Linked DNA regions of Mus musculus: regions 2, 3, 4 and 5 are each linked to region 1. The links are chromatin contacts, called in public HiChIP or PLAC-seq maps. All regions are on one chromosome and are shown on one strand. The core of a region is the stretch at or near the end of the contact, and the rest is flanking DNA. Distances in the headings are between cores, read along the strand shown.

What was found. HiChIP or PLAC-seq counts read pairs in DNA pulled down with a chosen protein or histone mark.
Region 2: a contact with region 1 is called in an H3K4me3 HiChIP or PLAC-seq map of bone marrow-derived macrophages, with 7 times the contacts expected there. The contact joins the promoter of Anxa3 here to the enhancer-like site in region 1. A contact is called at or near these places in 9 of 39 promoter capture datasets (the 3T3-L1 cell line, 3T3-L1-derived adipocytes, cranial neural crest and 6 more), 13 of 115 datasets of contacts at active chromatin or transcription factors (acute myeloid leukemia, bone marrow-derived macrophages, cardiomyocytes and 7 more) and 1 of 9 other capture datasets (embryonic stem cells).
Region 3: an H3K27ac HiChIP or PLAC-seq map of large pre-B cells shows a contact between it and region 1, with 2.7 times the contacts expected there. The contact joins two enhancer-like sites. A contact is called at or near these places in 1 of 39 promoter capture datasets (maxillary cranial neural crest) and 2 of 115 datasets of contacts at active chromatin or transcription factors (large pre-B cells and trophoblast stem cells).
Region 4: a contact with region 1 is called in an H3K27ac HiChIP or PLAC-seq map of microglia, with 5 times the contacts expected there. The contact joins two enhancer-like sites. A contact is called at or near these places in 4 of 39 promoter capture datasets (the 3T3-L1 cell line, HPC-7-derived erythroid cells, hippocampal neurons and 1 more) and 1 of 115 datasets of contacts at active chromatin or transcription factors (microglia).
Region 5: a contact with region 1 is called in an H3K27ac HiChIP or PLAC-seq map of microglia, with 5 times the contacts expected there. The contact joins two enhancer-like sites. A contact is called at or near these places in 1 of 39 promoter capture datasets (hippocampal neurons), 2 of 484 Hi-C or Micro-C datasets (both in B cells) and 1 of 115 datasets of contacts at active chromatin or transcription factors (microglia).

The regions. Positions count from the first base shown.
Region 1 is chr5:96,220,926-96,223,625 of GRCm38.p6, reverse strand. All of the region lies in intron 2 of Mrpl1 (mitochondrial ribosomal protein L1), which reads right to left. Among named protein-coding and RNA genes, the nearest start is that of Mrpl1, 12 kb to the right of the region's middle. Within about 2 kb of position 1,260, at least 206 of the 459 cell types and tissues checked have an H3K27ac peak or open chromatin away from gene starts, as enhancers often do. A contact at or near this core is called in 3T3-L1-derived adipocytes, B cells, acute myeloid leukemia and 5 more, where this site is marked.
Region 2 is chr5:96,791,997-96,794,696 of GRCm38.p6, reverse strand. Anxa3 (annexin A3) reads right to left here and starts at 1,312. Exons shown (of 13, transcript NM_013470.2): 1 at 1,134-1,312.
Region 3 is chr5:96,935,051-96,937,750 of GRCm38.p6, reverse strand. Gm46916 (a long non-coding RNA gene) reads left to right here. Exons shown (of 2, transcript XR_003955943.1): 2 at 709-2,700. Among named protein-coding and RNA genes, the nearest start is that of Gm46916, 5.0 kb to the left of the region's middle. Within about 2 kb of position 1,305, at least 10 of the 459 cell types and tissues checked have an H3K27ac peak or open chromatin away from gene starts, as enhancers often do.
Region 4 is chr5:97,023,652-97,026,351 of GRCm38.p6, reverse strand. All of the region lies in intron 1 of Bmp2k (BMP2 inducible kinase), which reads right to left. Among named protein-coding and RNA genes, the nearest start is that of Bmp2k, 27 kb to the right of the region's middle. Within about 2 kb of position 1,306, at least 40 of the 459 cell types and tissues checked have an H3K27ac peak or open chromatin away from gene starts, as enhancers often do. A contact at or near this core is called in microglia, where this site is marked.
Region 5 is chr5:96,978,951-96,981,650 of GRCm38.p6, reverse strand. No RefSeq gene overlaps it. Among named protein-coding and RNA genes, the nearest start is that of Bmp2k, 17 kb to the left of the region's middle. Within about 2 kb of position 1,435, at least 118 of the 459 cell types and tissues checked have an H3K27ac peak or open chromatin away from gene starts, as enhancers often do. A contact at or near this core is called in B cells and microglia, where this site is marked.

The sequences.
Region 1 (2,700 bases), core at 11-2,510:
CGCTGTTTCTGGTCAGCACAAGGTGAGTGACACATGATTGCAAGTTTTCAGAAGCTTACAAAGGAGAAAGGAGAAATACACAGATAGAAAGTTTCAACATGCTATGTTATTATAGACATTTATGAGGGTCTTATAAAGACCCTTAGCTCAGCCTAGGAGTTAGGAAAGAGCTGTGAGAGACAAGACTGAAAGAGAAGAAAGAAAGTCAGTCTTGATATACACCCAGGAGAACTTCATACATGCTGGGCACGACAGTACTCGTGTTTAGATCCAGCACTCGGGAGGCAGAGGCAAGCTGATCTCTGTGAGTTCAAGAACAGCCTGGTCAACATAGCAAGTTCCAGGACTGCTAGGGCTACACAGAGAAACCCTGTCTCAAAAAATAGAAAAAAATAAAAAATGTCCATAGCCGCACTATTCATAACAGCCCAAAGGTAGAAATAACTCAGACTCATCTGCTAATGAGTGAAAACATAAAATATGGCATTTCAGTATGACGGGATGTTTCTATCCAGTTTTGAGTTTCAATATCATTGTCATACAGATGTCACTATGCTTTCTATTTAGTCATCACCTTCCTACACTGTTACTCCTCTTTGCCTCTCTACTGTTCCCCACTAAGCCCACCCCACCCCCAGAAGCCATCAATCTTCTGCTTTCCCATCATATGTATCCCACTGCCCTTTCTTTAACACAACGATCTCCAGTGCTCCATCTCCCTGCAGGTGTCATGATTTCTTTCTTTCTTTCTTTCTTTCTTTCTTTCTTTCTTTCTTTCTTTCTTTCTTTCTTTCTTTCTTTTTAATGGCTGAAAACAATTCCATTGTGTGTATGTGTTACATTTGTTTTATCTATTCATCCATTCATAGACAAGTAGGCTGATGTAGTATCTTAACCACAGTGAATTAATACACCAAGACCCAGAGAGAGATGTGCACAGATCTCTAGAATGTCTACTTAAAATCCCTTTGTGTAAACACGCAGGAGCAGAATAGCTCTAATTGTTGAACAAGGATGGTATCTAAATTTCAAGCAGTAGAATATTCCAGGAGACAAGACAGATCTGAAGGAAATGAGGTGAGAAGCAAAAGCATATGCCCTCTGTCTCTTCCTAAGGAGGGCAGCCAACGCTGAACAAATAGTGATAAGGCTGAAAGGATGACAGGCTAGGAAAACATTTACAAGGTAAATACAAAAGATAGGCAATAGAAAGAACCATCTGCACCGCCTCCTGTGGTGCAGGCTTGGGGAACCAGGTGTGGGAGGAATAGTCTATCATTAACTAGAACCAGAAGGCTCACTTTTGAGCCGGTTCTCTGGAGAAGCCAGTAGTCAAAAGGATGAGCTCATGCCCAGCAGGTTAAGTGCTCTGTATTTCCTCCCTCTCTACTCAGGTCCCCAGGGAACAGATTGCATGCCCCAGTCCACTCATTTGGCAATGTGACTAGTTTTGGCTGACAGAATAAGGAAGTGACAATTTCCCTGCTCTAAGTTTAAGCCAGAGGAGGCTTCATATGTTTCTACATTAATGTTTTTATTACTGTCATTTTTCATAAGCACAAGTCCGAGCTAAGAGCATGAGGGGCACATGGACCAGAGCTAGCCCCACAGAGTCCCAGGCTAAATGAGATAATGCTCAAATGACCTGCAAACTTGGCAGCACAGCAAGTCCGGGCCACCACATTCCCAGCCTGGGTCAGAAACCACATATGTGCATGCAGTGATGAGTAATTGTGGTGCAGTCTGTTGCATACAAAAGCTAGTGAGTGCTTACAAAATACCAAAGAAATAATGTCCAAAGGGGAAATGCAGATAACAGTTTAAAGCTAAGAAAACAAGCGAGGGCTGAGATAAGTTCAACATTTATTCAAATCACCAAAGTGATTGAAATTAGTAAAACACTATTTAGAAAGATATTTGGATTCTGTGGTATGCAGAACAATGTCCACAAATGTAGCTTGTAGGTTAAATGTCCCCTACAGGGTTTGACTACTTGGTCCCCAGCTGGTGGCCCTGTTTGAGGACACTGGGGAAGCTTTAGGAGATGGACCACAGCTGAATTAAATGATCTTCACAGGACAGGTCTTCAGGTTATAGTTCAGCCCTCCTCCTTGCTCTCTCTGGCTGCTTTTTTTTATCAATCCAGATGTGAGCAAGCAACCACAAGCTCCTCCTACCACTGTCAAAGGCTGCTCCTGCCACCATACCTTTCCTGACAGGCTCAACTGTACCCACAAACCATGAGCCAGAAGAAATCTACGGCCCCCACCTTAGGCTGCCATTTGTAAGGTATGTTATAACTGATATGAGAAAACTAATACACCCCCAAAAGACAATCTTGTCACGATATGTGACAAAAGAGATTCATGTGACTAAGGTTAAAGCTCTTGACATGGAGAGATTATCCTAGACTATCATGTGAGTCTAATCACACAGGCTCTTAAGAGGGAAAACTTCCTGTTTCCCACCTGAACCAGACGGAGCTGAGACACTGACAAAGTTCAAGTGTGAAGGGGCAACCTGCCACTGCTCTAAGATGGAGGATGAGCACAGAGGTAAAGGCAGGTGAGCCGTGCCTCAGACATGGGGAGTGACTAGGAAACAGTCTCCAGAAAATAACCACCAACAGCCTCATTTTAGTCCAATGTGCTCCATGTCAGACTCTAAATCTAAACAACTATAAAACAGAGGGTTGTGTTG
Region 2 (2,700 bases), core at 63-2,562, 570 kb before region 1:
CAGCTATTGGGTCGACCCGACTGAACCCAGGCATCTAGATTGCAAAGGAATGAACCGTTAATCCCCAAGCCCTGTGGCCCCGGACCCAAACTGATGCTTGACATTTGTTGATCCAATATAATGTGGAAATTTCTAAGAAGTATTATCAAGCCATCCTTTAAGCTTGTAAAAAGTAGAGAATTACTCCATAGTGCAAGCCAAGTGATCTAACAATAGAGCTTTAAACACATCCTTCCTGAAGGGGATTACAGCAGCTACATTTTCTTGTACTTCCTCCTGCTGGCATTTCTACCGATTTCTCAACACCAACAGATCTGCGGACAGTGGTCTGATCTTCGTTTGAGTTTAAAAGTACCTTTCTAGGCAGTTTGAAACTTCCACCTTCAGGAAAACCAGTAATGATTCTTCATAGAATAACCTTTTAGTCTGCTTTTTATGATGTTGGTGAGGAGTAGAAACTGAAGTTCTCTCGGGGGCAGGAACCTCTTCTCTTTAACGCACCTCCTGGGGAAGAATTTTGCCCCGGCTGCTCAACTTTCTATTGGCACAGGACCCAGAACTTCTATATATGGCTATTTGCAATCACAAACCACATACCTCTACCTCGATACCTCACCTGCTGACTCAAGAAGCAGGGGAGGTGATTCATGTCTAGTGAATAGAATTCTGTTGCAATCAAAGAAAACGGTGTCTTTTAAAAGAGAAAACCGAAGTTCCCCAACTCTCAAAGTCCAATACATCTTTCTCCTACCTATACAAAGTAAAGCTAAAAGACACTTGGAGGGGAGAAAGATCTCTCATGGGAGCCTTAGGAAAAAAGTTCTCAGCACAGAACTCTGAGCAGGGGCAGGAGACCTTCCTCTAACCCTTCTTCTTTTAAATGTTTCCGAGACATTTAGGAATGAGCAGTCCCCTGGATGTGAGCTTGGGCTGCAAGACCCTAAGTTTGATAACTTACTCAGCTCGGCCCTTGTGCCCCCCAGGTCAAGTCTCTTCTATTTCCATAGAAGGGAAGAGGGCTTGGGGGAAGGGAGGGGAGGGAACAGCCCCAGGAGCAAGCTGCGCTCACGACCTGGGACTCCGCGGGAACCTGATGTTCCGTGGTTGTAGAGGGGCGGGCATGGGAAACTTACCCTTGGGGCCGCGGAGGCGAAGCCCAGGCAGAAGCTCAGCGAAGGTGAAAGATCAGCCTCGGCCGGCCGTAGCTCCCGGCTAGCCTGGGTGGCAACCCAGACCGCACCCTTCCTCAGCCCCTCCTCCTGTTTCTACTCACGGACTGCCCAGGACCGGCTTGCAAGTGGCTCTTGGATCCAGGATCCTCTCTGCTCCAGTCGTGACCTACCCACCACGCCCCCCTCGCAAGCCCTCCCCTTCCCCTGTCTCCCTCACATCCTCCTCCAGCTTCCTCCAAACCCAAACCCTTTCCTCTGTCTTCTTTCTTTTCACTTTTCTCACCCCCCGCCCATCCCCCGCCCACCCCCACTCCCACCCCCTCCTTTTAGGGCTTGGCTCATTTTCTAGACAGCATGGATTCAGAGTTGACAGTCCTCACAGGTACCTATACTAAGTATGGCTTACTTACCTAGAGGGTCCTTCGAGTCAGGCACTGGTCTAAACCCCGCATGATAACCAAACTACAAGACAGATGCGATTGTACTCATTTTACAAGGAGTCACAGAGGCAAGGGAGGTCAAATCATACAGAAAGAACGGCAGAGCTAGATTTTGAGTTTATGAGTCTGAGGAGTGTCTCTGCTTGGCCTTTTGACTCTAAAGGGAGGATTAGAGCTCAGAGAAGCACCAGTGTTTGTGTTTTGAGCCCTCAGAACCACAGGTAAGTCACGGAGGATAAACATTAAATTCCCACTAAAATGGCCAGTTTTGTGTCAGCTCCCCACAAACTAGAACCCTTAATTGAGAAAGTGACTCCCATAAAATGAGGTTTAGGCAAGCCTTTAGGACTCTGTTTCCTTAATTAGCGTTTGAGGTGGGAGGACCCAGACCATTGTGGGCGGTGCTATCCCTGGGCTGCTGGTCCTTGTATGCCTTTAAGGACTGATCAAGTCCTAGAGAGCAAAATAGACAGCATTCTTCCCTTGGCCTTTGCGCAAGCTCCTGCTTCCGGTTCCAGGGTCCCTCTAGGTTCCTGCCCTGACTTCTTTCAATGGCAGGGTGTGCTGCGGACGCATAAACTGAAACAAACTCGTTCCTTCCTCCTCAAGTTTCTTTTCGCCACGATGTTTTACCCCAGCAATAGAAACCTAAAGACATCCACTTAATATCGGGTAGTGTCTGTGAAAGAAGATAGGTGGAAAAGCCACTAATTATCAGACATTGAAGTTAGTGGACTATGTCATCTGTTTACTTTTACATTCTTCAGGTTGTTTCTAGGACACAGAAGTTTTTATTAAAGCCTGTGGAACAGAGGGGCTAGGGGAATATCTCAGAGGGTAAAAAGTTTGTAAAAAACGAGGTCCTAAGTTTGAATCCTCAGGACCCATGTAAAATTTGGTATTAATCTGTGTTTTGGAGCTGGCTGGCAAACCAGCTTAACCAATGGTAAGTTCCTGGTTCTGTGTGAGACTCTGTCAAGGGAATAAGGCAGACAGCAACACTGGAAGACATACTGCTCTGGTTTCTGCATGCTCAGACACACACAACAAACGCATGTGCATATACACCCCACTACCACTATCACCAC
Region 3 (2,700 bases), core at 56-2,555, 710 kb before region 1:
GTAGTATGCATCTTCCATGGATGCTTTGCTTGCCAGTTGAACTATGGTCTTTGGTTCTCACAGCCCATTAGACCTCATAGCCTGAGGAGATGCAGAGGAAACAGCTCTCTGTACACCTAGTTCAGCATCTAGAGGTCTGTCTATCAGCAAGACCTTTCTGCATAGTCATCTAGACTACTGGCTATTCTAAGACCATACAATTTAACAGAATACAATTACAGTGAAAGCCTCCTATCCCTGTATTACTTGTAGGCAGTTGTACTGGCCAGAAAGGACAAATATATTCAGACTGCTATATAGAGCTTATTGCATGAAGCGGTAAGTGGGCAGCTTTTAAATAGGAAAATCTTACATAGTAACACCCCTCCCCCAATGCATAGTCAAGAGGTTTTTCGATCTAAACCCAAATACTCAAGATCAAGTATCATTTTCTTTATTAAAAAAAGCTTCACATTTTCAGAACAGCCTTCAAAACTGCCCCCAAATTGCAGCAGGAATATTTTTTGAAAGTCAGATTTCCATTATTCATGGTGGAAATTACAAGGTCTGTGGCTCTTTCCAGCCCAAGTCTCTCTTGATGCCCATTTTCCAGTTATTTCATGTTTTCCTGGCAGCCCACAGGGGAGATGTGGAGATCATGAGATTTAGAGGCTTGGTTACAAAATTACAGAGGAGAAACTCACCAAATCCAATCTTCTCATTTTGCAGGTAGAGAGACCGAGGAAGGACACTGCTAAATGACTTCTCTAACACTCTTCAAAGGCTTCCTGGAGCTGGCTGGCATTAAAGGCCAGGCCCTTGCTTCCTGCTCTACCACATCTTGATAGATATTCCCCAGGAACAATGAGAACACACTCTCCAATAATTATTAGTGACAAAGATGAAGTTTCAGACAATACATAGGACATTTCTCCAACATGTTCTTTTCCTATTGGGATTGCTCATTCCATGGTTGTCATTAGCAACAAGATAATCAATGACATAGATTCATATAGTCAGTCCCGACTCATATCTAACTCACGTCCTATAGCTCCACTACCTAATTCACAACCACTGTATCACATGCTTGCTGAAATGGGCTTATTTTTAAAATTATTATTGTTCTTATCATTAGTGTTTTTATAATGTGTGTGTGTATGTGAGAGAGAGACAGAGAGAGACGGAGAGAGGGAGAGAGAGAGATAGAGGGAGTGTGCATTAGTGTTTCTACGTGTGTGTGTGGGGGGGGGGGATAGACAGAGACAGAGAGACAGAGAGAGGAAGTATGCATTAGTTTTTCTAAGTGTGTGTGTGTATGAGAGAGAGAGAAAGAGACAGAAAGAGGAAGTGTACATTAGTGTTTCTAAGTGTGTGTGTGTGAGAGACAGAGACAAAGAAAGAGAGAGAGAGATGGAGGGAGTGTGTGTGCACACATGGATGGAGGTTAGAGGACAACTTTGTGGAACTGTGGGACAGGTTCCCTCGTTTCTCCTTTACCTGGATTCCAGGGATCACACTTGGGCCACTGGACTCATGCAACAAACGCTCTATCTGATGAGCTGCCTCACTAGCTCTTAAGTGTATTTTTTTTTTTTCAAGACAAGGTTTCTCTGTGTAGCCCTGGCTGTCCTGGAACTCACTCTGTAGATCAGCCTGGCCTCGAACTCAGAAATCTGCCAGCCTCTGCCTCCCAAGTGCTGGGATTAAAGGCATGCGCCACCACTGCCCAGCTTCTAGGTGTATTTTTAAATTTGCATCACACCCATTCTTTCCATGCTTCCTGTTTATTGCTTGCTTGAGTAACCATTCTGCTGACTGGGGCTTCATCCTACCCTTCACATTCTTTTCATTAGCGATTTCTTTGATGCCATCCCCTAGATATTTGTTTTAATCTCTTAATTTTTATTGACATGTATTATCATTATATCTCACCAGGACCATTGGCATTTGTCTCCCTCTCCTCTTCAAATTATTCTCCACACCACCTCACTGTCATTTTCCCAAATTATAAATATTGCTTTGTTATTATTTTGTCTGAAACTTTACGCTGTCTTCTTTGCATCTACTGGTGCAAGCCAACTTGTTATTTGTAGTGTCAGATTCTATAGACACAGAAATCCTTATGTTTTTTGCATTTATTGAGTTACTGTATGCCTAACCCATCTTTGCACATACAGTTTCCTTCATCTAAAACACCGTCTTCTGCTCCCTTTCCTCATATGTTCCCCTTATTATTCTGATTCATCCTTCAAAATCCAGTATACACAGGCCAATGAGATGGCTCAGTGGGTAAGGACACTTGTCCCTAAGCCCAATGACTTGAGTTTGACCCTTGGCTTCCATGTGATGGAAGAAGATCACCAACTCTCAAAAGCTGGTCTCCAACCTCCATTCATGTGCCATAGCACTCACTTGCTCTACTGATTAATAAATAGATGTACAAAATTATTAAAGAGAAGATATATAGATGTTGGAGGTATAGTTCAGTTGTAAACACTTTTCATAGTATGCACAAGCCCTGGGTTCCATCCCCAGAACTGAATAATAATAATAATAATAATGATAATGATAATGATAATATAGCAACAACAACAACAACAACAATATCCAGTCATCCCTAAAGGCAGAGCTTATTTTTTGGTTTCTATGTCAAGCCCTGCATATACTTCTATTATTACATAGCACATCACATTATAAACCCTTATTTATGTACTATCATGG
Region 4 (2,700 bases), core at 57-2,556, 800 kb before region 1:
CTCTAGATGTTTTCAAAATGCACAAGAGAATCTGCAAGGGATACAGACCTGACAGGAGAATAAGGGTACACTGGCCTAAGTACATGTGTCAGTGAAAGCGACTGCTGACTTTATTAACCCAGAGTCACTTCCCTTCTTAGATCTACACTCTAGAGAAAAACCTCGCTCTCTCAGGGTTCTTGTATGAAACAATTTATGTAACACTGAACTGAGGTGTTCCCTCCCCTCTCCCCACTATTCGCACACACAAGATCATAAAATTAAATGATGATAGGCTTTGGTAGATAATTCTACCTAGGTTTTACAAGCTATTACACAAACACATGAGTTTCGTTTGTTTGCTTGTTCTAACGAGTGTTCCCATGCATGTATGAGCTAGCTCTTCATTGGTAGTAGAAAGGACCATGGCGAACACTGTAAGCTGCTCACACTGCTACAGTGAAAACAGAGGCTGGTTAAAGAGAAGACAGAGTTGCAACAGCAGCATCTGACACACTGAGGTGACGAATCAGAGGCTTGGAATTGAGTATGACGTAATCAAGTTGGACAGGTGAGAAGTGGCCAGGGCTCTGGGCCACTGGCAGCTGGACAGATGGCCACCACAAAGCCCTAGAGGCACATAAGGTGCAAGTGTCTGTGCTGGCAGCTTTATGTCAAGTTGACACAGCTACAGTCATCACAGAAGAGGACGCCTCAATTGAGACAATGACTCCATAAGATCAGGCTTCGGGTAAGCTTGTAGACATTTTCTTAACTAGTGATCGATAGGGGAGAGCCCAGCCCAGTTGTGGGTGGTGCCATACTTGGGCTGGTGGTCCTGGATTCTATAAGAAAGCAAGCTGTACAAATCATGAGGAGCAAGCCAGTAAGCAGCCCCGCTCCATGGCCTCTGCTTCAGCTCCTGCCTCCAAGGTTCCTGCTCTGTTTTGAGTTCCTGTCCTGCCTTCCTTCAATGATGGACTATGATGTGAAAACCTAACTTAAATACTTTCCTACCCAAGTTGCTTTTGATCATGGTGTTTCATCACCACACTAACCCTAGCTAAGATAGTGTCCTTCTCTTCTAAGTTCTAAGACCACTTCTAACAAGAAGCTTCCACCTAAGAGACCACGTTAGACCACCTCTAGACAGGAAGCTAAATATGGGGTAACCAAGAGAACTACATGGTGGTGGCTGGGAGAGAGGCGACACTGCACCATCGAGGAGCAACATGCCTAGTCACATGAGCGTGAGAGCAACGAGACAGTCTAAGGCACAACCTTGAGATACAAGGCTGGAAATCCAAATGTTGCCCAAGTGACTCACAGCACAAAGTCAAGGTCAGGAGCAACAAAGCTTGAGTCAGAGAAGGACAGAGGCAGCTTCAGCCACCCCGAATTGGGCAGAGGACACAGAAACAAGGCACATGCACAGCCATCTCCCTGACTGGGCTAAGTAAAGGGACACACAGAGCACAGAGCATGCAGCCTTCTCTTGGTTCAGTCCCTGTTAGCCCAGAGAGTTAACTAATCCCAACAGAGCTTGCCTCCACTCTTGTCCAGTTTTCCCACAAAAACCTTAAACAGAGCAGTTCAGTAGCCTTTTCCTCTCTTGGAAACTCCTCAATCTCTCAGGAGTCTCTCTCTTTTCTTTAGCTTCTCACTATGTCTCAATCTCTCGGTGTTCTATAAACAAAGCTTGCTTCCACTTTGCATATTCTCACCAGAGTTGGCATTTTTAAATTTTCATTGGCATAATACAACATGGAGCCACTATCTCAGGACGACCTTTGGTGACCACTGAGTATCCAGCACCATAAGGCTATGGTTCAAGCAGAACTAGGCAAAGGGTCCCATCATACTGAAAAGCCCTCAACCATATGTGTCTTAGGGTCAGCCTTCTTCCACAACCACCATTAACAGAATGATACCACAGCAGCCGCAAAAGCACGCTGGCACCTATCGAGCCACCCTGCAGGATTTAACGAGTAGCTATTCTATTACTATACCATATATGCACATATAATCCATCACATAACAAAAGCCATTCAGGTGACCTGTGTCTTGGGGAGTGTGGTTGTTTGTTGTTATTTCTGATGATGTTGCATTAAATGCCCTCCTGTTGCTGTACTTCTTTCTGGGATAGCTCAGTTCTAACTGGTTTTGGTTTTGTTTGTTTCTTGGTACTGGGAAGTGAAACACAACATTCCTAAGGGCTGGAACTTTTGTTTCTACAGAAAAGCTCCCCAAGCTAAGTCAGTAAAGGGAAAACAGACTTCAAATTCAAATTCAATGCTTTCAACAACTAGCTAAAATGTCAAAGAAACTTCTAGTTGCAAGCAACTCAGCCAGGTTTCTTTCACCCTCAGGAGACCTCCACAGCACTGAAAGTGTTGTGAATTTGACAGGAAATGCCTCTCAGTTTGCTATTTGTCTCTGAGAGCCACCAGCCCTCACTTTAAGCATCTTTACCTGAGTTTGTGGGCCTCTGCCATGGATCAACTGCATGTCCTTGGGATCTCTCTCTCTCCCTAAGACTTTTCCTTTCCTTTCAATCAGTAGAAGTTCTCCTCAATGTAAAAACAATTCTTTTCTCCTGGTTGTTTGTTTCAGCAATATTTGGTCTAAGCAATTCCTTTCAATTCTAACAGGATCCACCCATAGTTGGGATAAGCCCCAGAGTACTCCCCTCATATCAAACAGCAAATTATGTTCTGGTGA
Region 5 (2,700 bases), core at 186-2,685, 760 kb before region 1:
TCCCTATAAGATATGCATGGTCACAGCACATTCCCAAAAGAGTTACTGAGTAGATTAAATACGATATTGATTATATAAAGCACTCAGCACACAAAAGATTAACAACAACAAAAAAGTTGCTATTGATTTTGCCACACAGAGCTATTAAATTAAAAAAAAAAAAAGAATGCAGTAGCCACAAGAATCATTTAATAGGAGAAATGACAGGAGACCATCCACGGAGGAAGATATGAACACTCCTCGGGGACTCCTCTGGAAATTTACATGTTAACTACTACATTGCCCTTATTGTTCATGCTTTATGATAAATTCAGTACTTCATCTCGAACCGTCCCTTGCAAACCTAAATCAGTGAATTTTCCATGTTCATTTTGTACCAGAATTTACCCTATATTTCTCTTCCTTCGTCAGAGCCCAGCTGTCTTTCTGATCATTGAAGCTCACAAGACTTTATAGTGACTAGCTTGGCGTATTCATCTTTTCAAAGCCATGTTTATATCCACACTGTGTGTGTGGGGGGGGGGGGGAGTGGTGTTATCTAAATAAATGATATTAGCAGTGGGAGTTTCAGGCCATCTTGTGACTCTGTGGGGAAGCAAATTGGTGGCAAGTGCACGTCTCAGTATCTTGAACATCCATCCACCTGCTTTGCAACAAGTACGGCTTGGTTTAGGTTATGAAGATCTTCAACAGATAGACTGCAACTTCCCCAGCCTTGAATACCATCCGCAGGCAACATTAAGTACTATTGTTAATGAAGACTTTGTTGATTATGTTTCTGCAGGTATCCTGATTAAGCCTATTGTACAAGTAAGGAGTACTTCCTTCACAGTTACATCTGTAACTTGTCAGACCCCATAGGGACAAAGGAACTTGAGACAGATTCTTGGAAGAGTTACCATAGAAGAAGCCCACCTTGCCCCAGAAGTTGGCTTTGGGGACAATGTACTAACCCAAGAATGACTTCCACGTCAGATGTTTCAGGTGGGCAAGAAAATGTGTAGTCCACTTTAGTACAGTAGTACTGAGTTCAGGGCTGGGGGCTCAAACCTAAGGCTGAATCGGCTTTGGAAACTCGCCGACCTTGCCAAGCTTCAGTTCCCTGAAAATTGAGCCAAGAATAGCATGCACCTCACAGGCTTGTTAGGAAGACAAATGAGTTAATCCGTGTGAAACGCTCCCATACAGTGCCTGCCTGTGGGGGTCACACCTGGTGAATCACAGCTCCACTGTTATTATGCGCACTGTAACAGGATGCGCCTACCCTTCTGCTGGCTAGCTTCACTGACCTCGCATACGAGGTATTTTTTGCTGTTTTAGTCAGAATGCACTCTGAAATGGCAAAATATGCAAACTCGGGTCCAGATCACTACAAATGCAAGGCATGTCTTGGAGTTCCCCTTTCAGTAGCTTCCACAGAAATCTGCCAGAAGTCATTCACTGAACTTCATTGTACTTCCCCAAATCACCTCTCACTTCTCTTTTGTTGCGTGTCTGTCCTGTTTCACTCGGCTTGTTTTTAAGAGGTTGGTTTTTTTTTTGTTGTTGTTGTTGTTTTAAAGTGTGGGGGATTGTGATGGATGGCACATTCTTTAGCCATGAGCAAACGAGTCATCTAAGTGAGAGAAACGTCTCAATTCACGTCCGATCTAAAGGGTGCCGCTTGGCAAGTCTGTCTCAAGATTGTTAGGTTTCATAGTTACCGTCAATTTTCAGTCTATCCACATAAATAAAAGACTGTCTGGGTAGATAACAGAAAATTACAGATTTTGAAACTGTGGCTAATCCACACAGCAGAACGAAGCCAAGTTCCTCCGTGGGCTTAGGGATGGTGCCAAGCCTGTTAAACAAATTTAGCCCCTCCCCCGCCTAAGCTCCCTTTTATGGATGCTTGATATATTCTGTCTTCTGTAAAAATATATATATAACAACTCCAGTCACTCTTCCAAGAAAACTGAGGCTCCTGGATTCCAATAAAAACACAAATTGCAAGGCTGGGCTCTGTCATTAGCTTGGGCTTCTCTAAGGTATTGAGCTGACCACATAATGAAGCCATGGCCCATGATACTTTCCAGTGAAGACAACCCGGACACAGGGCCTGCCCGATGTTGTTCTAGCCAGCCTCAGCGCATAGCAGGGGACAGTGGCACAAGGCTGAGGTCGCCTAGTCAGAAATGGCAACAGTCTCGGCTCCTTCACAGTTTACTCTCACTCTCAACACTCATTGCATCCTGTGGGGAGCACACGGGTCAAATCTCTTCTCCCGGTGAGTGTTTGCAGAAAGCTATTCAGTTCTACTACCAATACCCTGAAGATTGATCTTACAGAACCCTGGTTGAGAAATATCACCTCACACCAAGCAATGTTAGGAAATACTTTTCATCAAAAAATTAGTTATCACCAAAACCTGTTCTTTATTTTTTTTTTATACTAAATAGCATTTCCCATGAGTTTGTTAGTAGATCTCATGAGATCTTAAGTCGGATGTTTATAGAGAACTTCTTGGCTCTGAACTGAGGAAATAGAATATTGTAGAATTACACACATGAAAGTACCAGATGGAGACAAGGGAGTAAATAAACAAATATTGCTTACATCTATAGTGCAGTGTCTACACTCTGAAGGAGTTTGTATATGTATTGAAAGCATGATTTGCCCATAAATTTCCACTATTTGACATATATATATATATTCCAATAG